Regions from separate parts of the Danio rerio genome. Here region 2 is linked to region 1. Evidence: chromatin contacts called from public Hi-C data. All regions are on one chromosome and are shown on one strand. The core of a region is the stretch at or near the end of the contact, and the rest is flanking DNA. Distances in the headings are between cores, read along the strand shown. Region 1 holds the start of cnot11 (CCR4-NOT transcription complex, subunit 11). Region 2 holds the start of actr3 (actin related protein 3).

The links. Hi-C and Micro-C count contacts between places; a contact is called where the count stands out from the background.
Region 2: a contact with region 1 is called in a Hi-C map of hematopoietic stem cells, with 2.9 times the contacts expected there. The contact joins the promoter of actr3 here to the promoter of cnot11 in region 1. A contact is called at or near these places in 6 of 18 Hi-C or Micro-C datasets (caudal fin, embryo, hematopoietic stem cells and 2 more) and 3 of 4 datasets of contacts at active chromatin or transcription factors (caudal fin, embryo and pancreas).

What each region holds. Positions count from the first base shown.
Region 1 is chr9:58,584,539-58,588,929 of GRCz12tu, reverse strand. cnot11 (CCR4-NOT transcription complex, subunit 11) reads right to left here and starts at 1,546. Exons shown (of 8, transcript NM_001089341.1): 1 at 1,367-1,546. It overlaps rpl31 (ribosomal protein L31), which reads left to right and starts at 1,798. Exons shown (of 5, transcript NM_001040052.2): 1 at 1,798-1,823; 2 at 2,707-2,807; 3 at 3,352-3,477. The coding sequence starts at 2,707. It overlaps tbc1d8 (TBC1 domain family member 8), which reads right to left. Exons shown (of 21, transcript XM_073913350.1): 21 at 2,977-3,512. The coding sequence ends at 3,447.
Region 2 is chr9:58,864,821-58,869,713 of GRCz12tu, reverse strand. It overlaps actr3 (actin related protein 3), which reads right to left and starts at 2,119. Exons shown (of 13, transcript NM_001003944.1): 1 at 2,012-2,119; 2 at 759-814; 3 at 451-575. The coding sequence starts at 2,055.

The sequences.
Region 1 (4,391 bases), core at 297-2,796:
AAGAGCACAATAGTAGTTGATAGTAGCATCGTTAACATGTTGATAATAAACTTTAATAAAAACACAACATGCAAACAAAAATCTAAACCCTGATGGCTTTTTGTTTGCAACCCCTCGGCTGATTATGCTATTTTAAAGACACAGCAATAGTGTCAGATGCAGCACAGCGATTTTATGGCATCAGGTTAAACTTTCTGACACATAAACAGCACTCAGGTAGATTAAAAATAAATACAGGTCTCAACTGAACATGGGAGATGGTCTCCGAGTGGCGTTCTCCAAAATTAAACGATGAACAGACTTGGGCCTACTGGTATATTTGCGCTGCTGTGTGCAAGGACTATATATATATACAGTTGAAGTCTGAATTATTCGCCCCCCTGTTTATTTCCCCCCAATTTCTGTTGAAGGGAGAGCAGATTTCTTCAGCACATTTCTAATAATAATAGTGTTAATAACTCATCTCTAATAACTGATTTATTTTCTCTTCATCATGATGACAGCACATAATATTAGACTAGATATTCTTCAAGACACTAGTGTTCAGCTTAAAGTGACATGTAAAGGCTTCACTAGGGTAATTAGGGTAACTAGGCAGGTTAGGGTAATTAGGCAAGTCATAGTATAACGATGGTTTGTTCTGTAGATTATTGAGAAAAATATATATCTTAAAGAGGCTAATAATAATTGACCTTAAAATGGTTTTTAAAAATTAAAAACGGCTTTTATTCTAGCTGAAATCAGACTTTCTCCAGAAGAACAAATAATATCAGGCAAACTGTAAACATTTCTTTGCTCTGTTAAACATCATTAGGGAAATATTTAAAAAAAATGTAAAAAATTAAAAGGGGCAAATAATTCTGACTTTAACTGTATAACCACCTCACAGAATATTGGGGGTCGTGAGTCCCTGGCACTGTTATTATGGGGGTCGCGAGCTGAAAGGTTTGGGAACCCCTGTTTTTAGATCATTCCACCACTGAGGAACAGAGACAGCAAAGGTTCTGGAATGACAGTCATAAGTGTAATACTCCATAAATAGATGACAAAGTAAAACAAAGTTAGTGTTCATCATGAAATATTATTAAAATATTCTTAGCATTAACATTTAATTGCAAAAACATGAAGCATGAGCTTAATTACACTCTATAAAGAACTGTAATAGTGGATAATGAAGTCAAACACTCAGTCAGAAGGCTTGTAGGACTGTTTTCATCAAAATATGAACTATATTCACTAATAAGTCTAAGTAAACACACTGTTGGTCAATTTTTTAGTGCTCTCCTAATCAATAAACCTCACTATAAGCAGTCTATGTAGGGAGCTCGGTGTGTTTTGACACACAGTGAGTAATAATAACATTTACCTGAGCGGTGTTCATCACCTCCCGGCAGATCATGAATATTCAACGCGGGCCGACACGGCGACACTCCAGCACAAAGATAACGATCAAACGCGATATAATACGCGTTAATGTTTGAATTATTCAGTGTTTTAACCTGAATGTGTTTCTTCACTTCTACTCACAACCGTCGCGGGTGTACGTGAGCACTTCCTGTGCGGCGCGCAGCACCATGGGAGATGTAGTTGACCACAAAACTACACTAATCGCCTTAAATCAAATTTGATGCATTCACGCATATATAAAGTAGTTACATGCAGGCATAGTTATAGCATACATGCTGTTATGTTTTTTTTACATGCTGTTATGGTTGAGAACAGAATGATACAAACGTTAGTATGACCCGGATGTGAACGCGCGCTCCGCCTTTGTATGTGTCCCATAATCCACCGCTCTTCCTTTTCCACATCCAGCGCACAGAGTGAGTACCGTTCTCTCATTCATGTTTCATAAATCCACCATCATCCGCCTTATCGATCACTAATAATCAAATATGCTGCTGTGTATGAGTGTAGAAACGCGTTATCGATCAGCGAGCGCCGGTTTGGCGGGGTTTAATCACAGATGTGAGCTTAAATGGAGTTCATTCTGAAACGCCGCAGTCTGACGAGCCGAAAGAGCAAAACCGGCGGGAAAACCGCAGTAAAACACCGAAATAAACCCTCAGTTCACCATAATAAGCGCTGTTTACATGGCTAAAGCTTATGCTCGTAGTGTAATGAGAGTAATGCAGCAGTTCGCTAGGTAGTGGGCCACCGTGTAGTGCACTTGAGTACGGGTTGAGCGTGTCAGTCATTACTGACGAGGTAAATTCATGTTTACAAATGAAACGGTATCTAGAAAGAGATCTAGACCGTTCTATTTAGGTTAACCTGTTTGTTATGGGTTAATAGTGACGTCAAGTGTTAATGTGTGTTTGTGTTTAGATGGCGTTTACATGTGTGGAGTAATATAATACGCGTAGCTGTGCTTTATATTCTAATAATCCACTCTGCCGGAGCTGATTATTGTGCTTCTCTGATCTCCACAGATAAATCCGCTGTACAGATGTTGTATGTTGAGTGTATTAGTCGGGTGTTTGTCCTCCTCAAATGTCTAGTGTCCTCCAGATCTACTTCTGATGTGATGTCTTACTGTTGTAGCTGTGTAATAACTCTAATCATACAGCGGAGTAACATGGAACTGTAATGCGCTCTAAACCTGCTGGAACTACTTTAGCTGTGATTTTATCTGACAATCAAACGTTCAGTGTGTCTGTTGTGTAAATGTAATTAACCTTTTGTGATGTTGTTATGTGTGTTTAGATGGCACCCAAGAAGGGCGAGAAGAAGAAGGGCCGCTCGGCCATCAATGAAGTGGTGACCCGTGAATACACCATCAACATCCACAAGCGCATCCACGGCATGTGAGTGCCCACAAACACTGCTCTGAGTTTAAGTGCACATTTCTGTATGCAATGATCCAAAATGTGCATAAAGTAATGCGTAATGCATGGTTTATACGGTCATGGAATTTTGCTTGGAAAAGTTCTGGTAAATCTGAAAAAGTTCTGGAAATTACTTTAACAAATAACTGCATATTAAATGTGGGTTAGTTGTCTTATTTTCTCTCCATGGCCAAACACATGTACAGATTCATTCAAACAGAATAGATTGCCGCATGTTTTAAGACATGCTGTAATAACTTTGAACATGCGTTGTTTTTCTTGTTTACCACATATACATAACATGAAACATTAGGTCAAGAAAATGTACTGGAAAGTCATCCAATTTTAGCAGTTAAGATGTGTATGAACTGTTCATGGAAAATCAAGATGTGCAGGCATTTTGGAAATGTGCATCAATGCGTCTCAGACTGGAAGTGCTGCTGTCTTCATGACCAGTGCAGTATTGCTGTTTCTTGATGACCTGTTTGTATGTAAACGCAGCTCCTCTGTTGTTTTCCCGCAGCTCCTTCAAGAGGAGAGCTCCTCGCGCCCTGAAGGAGATCCGCAAGTTCGCAGTGAAGGAGATGGGCACTCCTGATGTCCGCATCGATACACGCCTCAACAAGGCCGTGTGGGCCAAAGGAGTGAGGTGAGCGGCAGAAAGCACACGGTAGAGCTGCTCGACTACGGGAAAATCATCATCACCATTATTCAAAATGATCTATAATTGAAGTCTTGTTTCTAGTCTAAAAATCCACATATTCTTAGAGTGCTTTCACACCTGCCTTATTTAGTTCGATTGAATCACACTTGAGTTGGTTTCCCCTGTTGGTGCGGTTGGTTTGGGCAGGTGTGAATGCAGCAATCGTACTCGAGTGCACACCAAAAGCGGACCAAATAAGCGTACCGAGACCTGCTTAAAGAGGTGGTCTCGGTACGCTTTCAAACGAACTCTGGAGCGGTTCGTCTGTGGTGAGAATATGATTCGTACTAAAACAGGTCCAACTGCAAAAAGTGCTGCACGTTTCGAACCAATTCAGCTGCCGTTGGCCGATGCGCTGTGCATTATGGGATATGGAGGAAAATATTTGTTGACAGCGCTTTACCAACAGAGAGAGAGAGGGGGGAGGAAACATTACCTGATGGATCGTTGGTAATATTTCTGCAAGATGAGCATGTCACAGTTTAGCTAAATTAATTCACGCCTCCTCTTGAAGTGACGAGTGATGCATTGAACAGTTTTCCAGTCGTGGACGCGCTTCATTCTCCAAATGTAGAGTTTGTCTAAAGCAGGGATACAATCAGTCAGCGCAGTCGCCCCTCCACAGTAAAAAGCGACATGTTGTGTCTGCCAGTTTTGTTTACCTGCGGGAGTTCATTGGCATTTTCCCGCACATGAATTCTGACCAATCAATAAGCAGTTTAGGAAATATGCTCAACAACATCTGGCCAATGAGAGATGTGGGTTTTGTCAGATGACTGCATTTTGGTTCGTTTCAACTGGTTCGGACCAAAGCCAGCAGTGTGGTGTGAAAACAACCCAACGACGGCAGAAAATGCAAC
Region 2 (4,893 bases), core at 870-3,369, 280 kb before region 1:
GGCAGATGAGGGGGCGTGGCTGATTTGATGTCAAGCGTTTGGTTGGCTCCGCCTCTGGCTCTGTCAGGCAGTCCCTCTGCGCTTGCCCAGGCTCCAGTCAGTGGTTCATATTCAATTCAATTAGTTCAGCTTTATTTCTCTAGCGCTTTACACTGTAGACTGTGTCAAAGCAGCTTCACATAGAAGATCATAGTGGACTAAAGCAGTGTCAGTCCAGAGCTGAAGTTCAGTCCAGTTCAGCTCAGTCCAGTTCAGTGTGCTTTAATCTTCACTACTGCGAGTCCAAACACTGAAGAGCAGATCCGTCACTGAGACTCTGCTGCCGTCACATCATGAAGAGCCTCGCTTACTCTTACAGGGTAAAAACAACAGCTTCCACTGCTCTTATCACACACACTTGTGCTGCAGCTAGTGCGTGTGTGTGTGTGTGTGTTTCCCATGATGCCTCACCTTGGTGGCGTAGGTGGGTTTATCGATGGCCTCATCTCCGATGTAGAAGTCCAGATCGTCCACACCCTTCATCATCCTGCGCTGAGCCTGATCGCCAACCTTAGCGGACTCCTTGATGGCGATACCTGACACACACACACACACACACACACACACACAGAGAGAGAGAGAGAGAGAGAGGAAGTGAGTGAGCGCAGTGCAGGCGTGAGTGTGTGCCGCAGGGGAAGTAGTGTGTGTTATTTTAGACATATTTTAGTGTATTGTACACTACAGACGCACACTGCGCCCTACAGAAGTGCACTACTCACATGATGGGATGATGAACTGTGGTTCTGTGTTTCCTGCATATCCCAGTTTAGTGTACCTGAAACACACACACACACACACACACATTATTAATTAATCATATTCATTAATGTTCATAAACTCTGTGTGTGTTTGTTCATCATCGCTCGGTGCGCGCGCCCCACACACACACACACACACACTCATTATAGCACTCTTCTACAGCTCAGCTCATCAGTATTCCTCCAGCTCTTCTCCAGTGTGGAGTGTGTGTCGGCAGCTGAACACAGGAGCTCCAGCGCAGTCAAACTGTCGGTCCAGTGCTCCACTGTGCTGATGATGAGCACTGCACTCAGCTCAGCTACATTAGCTTATCACAACAATCACAACACACCCCTGACATTCACAGAGGGAACTTACACACACACACACACACACACACACACACACACACACACGGGAATGTTGAGCAGTTGTCGTGTCTCTGCATGTCTGAAATCTGCACACTGAAGCTCTGGCCAACACACACACACACACACACACACATTAACCAACTTTTATCTCTAATGATCAAACACATCAGATCAGCAGCTGACAAACCCCTGACAGACCATAATAATCCTCCTCCTCCTCTTCATCAGACCCTGCGGGCTTCACTCGCACTCGCAGCGCTATATCGAACACGTCAGGGTCAGGGGTCAGGTTGGGGGTACAGTGGGGTCATCATCACTATATGAAACACGGTAACGGGCAGCAGGAGTCTGCCGTTTTCCTCAGTTTGCCCATATAAGGCCGCGGCCAGAATGAGGAAGCACAGGAAAAGGAAGTAGCAGTGCGCATGCGCAGCACAAAACACAACAGATCGACTCTTTCCGCGCTCCGCGGCTAAAACAGCTCAAACCGCTCATCTGCCGGTATAACGGCTGCTCTAACCGAATAATACTGTCCACCGCACTATGAGCGTTACAGCGGCCCGAGCGCCGCGTCGCCTTCATCTCCATCATCAGTCACCGTCACCATCATCATCATCATCATCAGTGTATAAACTCCGCTTTACCGGAAAAATACAGCGCCTCTGAGCTGGAGAACGACCACCACAATAACCGAACAGAAGCTGATGAACACACACACACACACACACACACACACACACACACACACACACACACACACACACACACACTCACACTCACAGGCAGACAGCGGTAACCGTGCAGGAGTGCGCACCTACGGCGCCGGTTTTCGCGCGCAGCGGACAGAGCGCGGGATTACTCACCCTGTGCCACAATCCACAACGCATGCCGGTAACCGAGCGGCCATCTCGAATGCGGTGCAGCGCCGGTGAGCTCCCGGGACGAGTGATCTGTCGGTCCGTTTCTGAGCGAGGCGGAACCCGGAAGCGCGAAGGAAGCGATTGTCCACTTCCGCATTCACGCGCAGAAGAAAGCGCGCACCCTAGAGCGGCCGCGAGTGTCAATCAGTGATGTCGGGGGCGGAGCTACAGATGGACACGTGGCTGCGCTGATGACGTCAGAGATGAGCTCAGCTTCCGCTTCGCTTTTGTTATTTTCCTGCGGCGACACAGATTCTGGGTTAAATAAGCTCTTCTGCTTACAGACTCAACACTTTACCCTCTACAGATGATGCTTCTGTCAAGACAATCATAATTAAGCGTTTATCGGTGATTGTAGGTGTCTGTGTGTGCTGCAGTGTTGTGTTGATCAACAGGATGCGGAAGTCTGCTCGGCTGGCCTCTTCTACTTCCTGTCGCAGACTCACGAAGAACAGGAAGCCGCAATCCTCATCATGGCAGCAGATTAGGACATGATCAGCTCAATTAACACATGATCAGCTCCCCCCGGCCCAGATTTATCACATATAGTTTATGTTCTGCTATTATTCTGCCCACAGTACTGTCCAACATCAATAAATAATACATTTAATTTAAAGCTCCTTTGCAGAACCCAGGGTCCCTGTACAGCACACAGACTGCAGAACAGCGGTATAAAGCGGAGACTTTATATACTAATCCTAAGCTTAAAATAAGTTAATATATAAAACATCTATTAGTAATGTATTGTACATCCAGCCAATCAGTACATTTCCCAAACGTTGTACTTAAGTCCACTTAATGTGAATGCAATATTATCACTAACACTTAAATAGATTTTGCGTGTGGTCATTTTAAGTTTATATTAAATTGACTTTATTAAAACTCTACCAGTAATGTATTGTAGTAGAAGTACATTTCCCAAAATGTCTGTACATTTGATATATGTGCTGTAATGTTGCATCTTATTTATATTTGTGTGTTCCCAGTTTTAGTTCCTCTCATAAGGTGTTTTTGGACTTGTGGTTTATTACACAGAAAGATTAAAGTGTTTTGATGAAGCACAGATGCTGTTTTCTTTGTACACACAGAATCCCAGGTTAAAAAAATGCACTAAAATGCAGTTTATTTAAGTATACTTAGTACACTCTTCAGTAATGTAGTAAAAGTGCTCTATTTTCACACACTAATTTTGTACTTAATGTACTAAAAGATAGTATTAAGTATATGTTAAGATAAACTTAATACCATCTAAGTGCACTCAACTGTGCTATTTTGAGACACCCTGAAACTGAACTAAAATGTGCTTTTAACATGCTGTATCTGTATTTAAAAAAAAAATATATATATATATATATATATTTAGTTACAACTAGAAATACACTTGAGCCTTAATTTTAAACATTTAAATATATTTAGACTAATTTAAAGTATAATAGTAATATATTAAAAGAATATACAAATTGTAAAAAAAAAAAAAAAAAAAGTGTGCTGAATACTGTATTAAAAGTGCTCTATTTTTATTTTAGAAAGGATAAAGGTGGATCCAAATGAAAGAAAAGGAAATAACAGAGTTTTATATTAATATTTTATAGTTAATATTTTCATTAAAAAACAACAGTAGAGAATTATCAGTGGGATGGGGGGGGGGTGATGAGAAGACAGTTTTGGAGTTTCCTCGGTTGGAGCTAATTATTCATTCTTTCATTTTCTTTTCAGCTTAGTCCCTTTATTAATCAGGCGTCACCACAGCGGAATGAACCGCCAACTCATCCAGCATACGATTTACTTACAGCTGCAACCCATCACTGGGAAACACCCATACACTCTCATCCACACTCATACACTACGGCCAGTTTAGTTGATCAGTTCCCCTATAGCGCATGTGTTTGGACTGTGGGGGAAACCGGAGCACCCGGAGGAAACCCACGCCAACACGGGGAGAACATGCAAACTCCACACAGAAACACCAACTGACCCAGCCGAGACTCAAACCAGCGACCTGAGTGCTGTGAGGAGACAGCACTACCTACTGCACCCCCGCGTCGCCTGGAGCTGTTTATACATGCCTACACAGGGATTTGGTTTGAATGACGGAGTCCTCATGAAGCAGCACAGCAGGTCTGTGCATTTCTGTGTGGATGATGAGAGCAGGTCTATGACAGAGACACTCGAGTTCACTACCTTTAGCTTTCGATGAGGGTAATTCAGGGGCGAACCAGGGAGCAGTCTGAGGAAAGAGACAGACCGGGATTTCACTGGAGCGAGAGATTGAGGATGTTGGATAAGTCTTTGTTCTACACAGCATCATTGGAGAAGAGAGATTAACCTGCTGCTGATGTTGGTCTGCAGAGAAGCTGGAGCTGAATGCTGGAATATCTCTGGTCTGCACAGAGCTGAGCTTCAGCTGCTTCTGACTGTCTGAGAGTGAATGAGAGCATGTGTCCAGCAGAGGGCGCTCATGTGTTCATCATCTCTATATGTCTGAGTTATTAACCAGCAGTGACTGTACAACACACACACACACACACACACATCTATTTTTCTTCAAATCGCAGACATAAAAGGGTCTGCTTTAATAATCTTTCCCTAAATAACACCAGATAGATCAGACTGAGCAGGCTAACCGTTTCACACACAAGCCAACACAAAAGACTCCTCCAATAGCACATGTTGAATAAAGTGTATGATTATAGGTGTGTGTGTGTGTGTGTGTGTGTGTGTGTGTGTGTGTGTGTGTATATGTGTGTGTGTGTTCTTCAGTCAGGATCAGTTTATGGTATTGATCTACAGCTGCTGATATCAGTGGGTAAAGCAGCCTGGTTAGT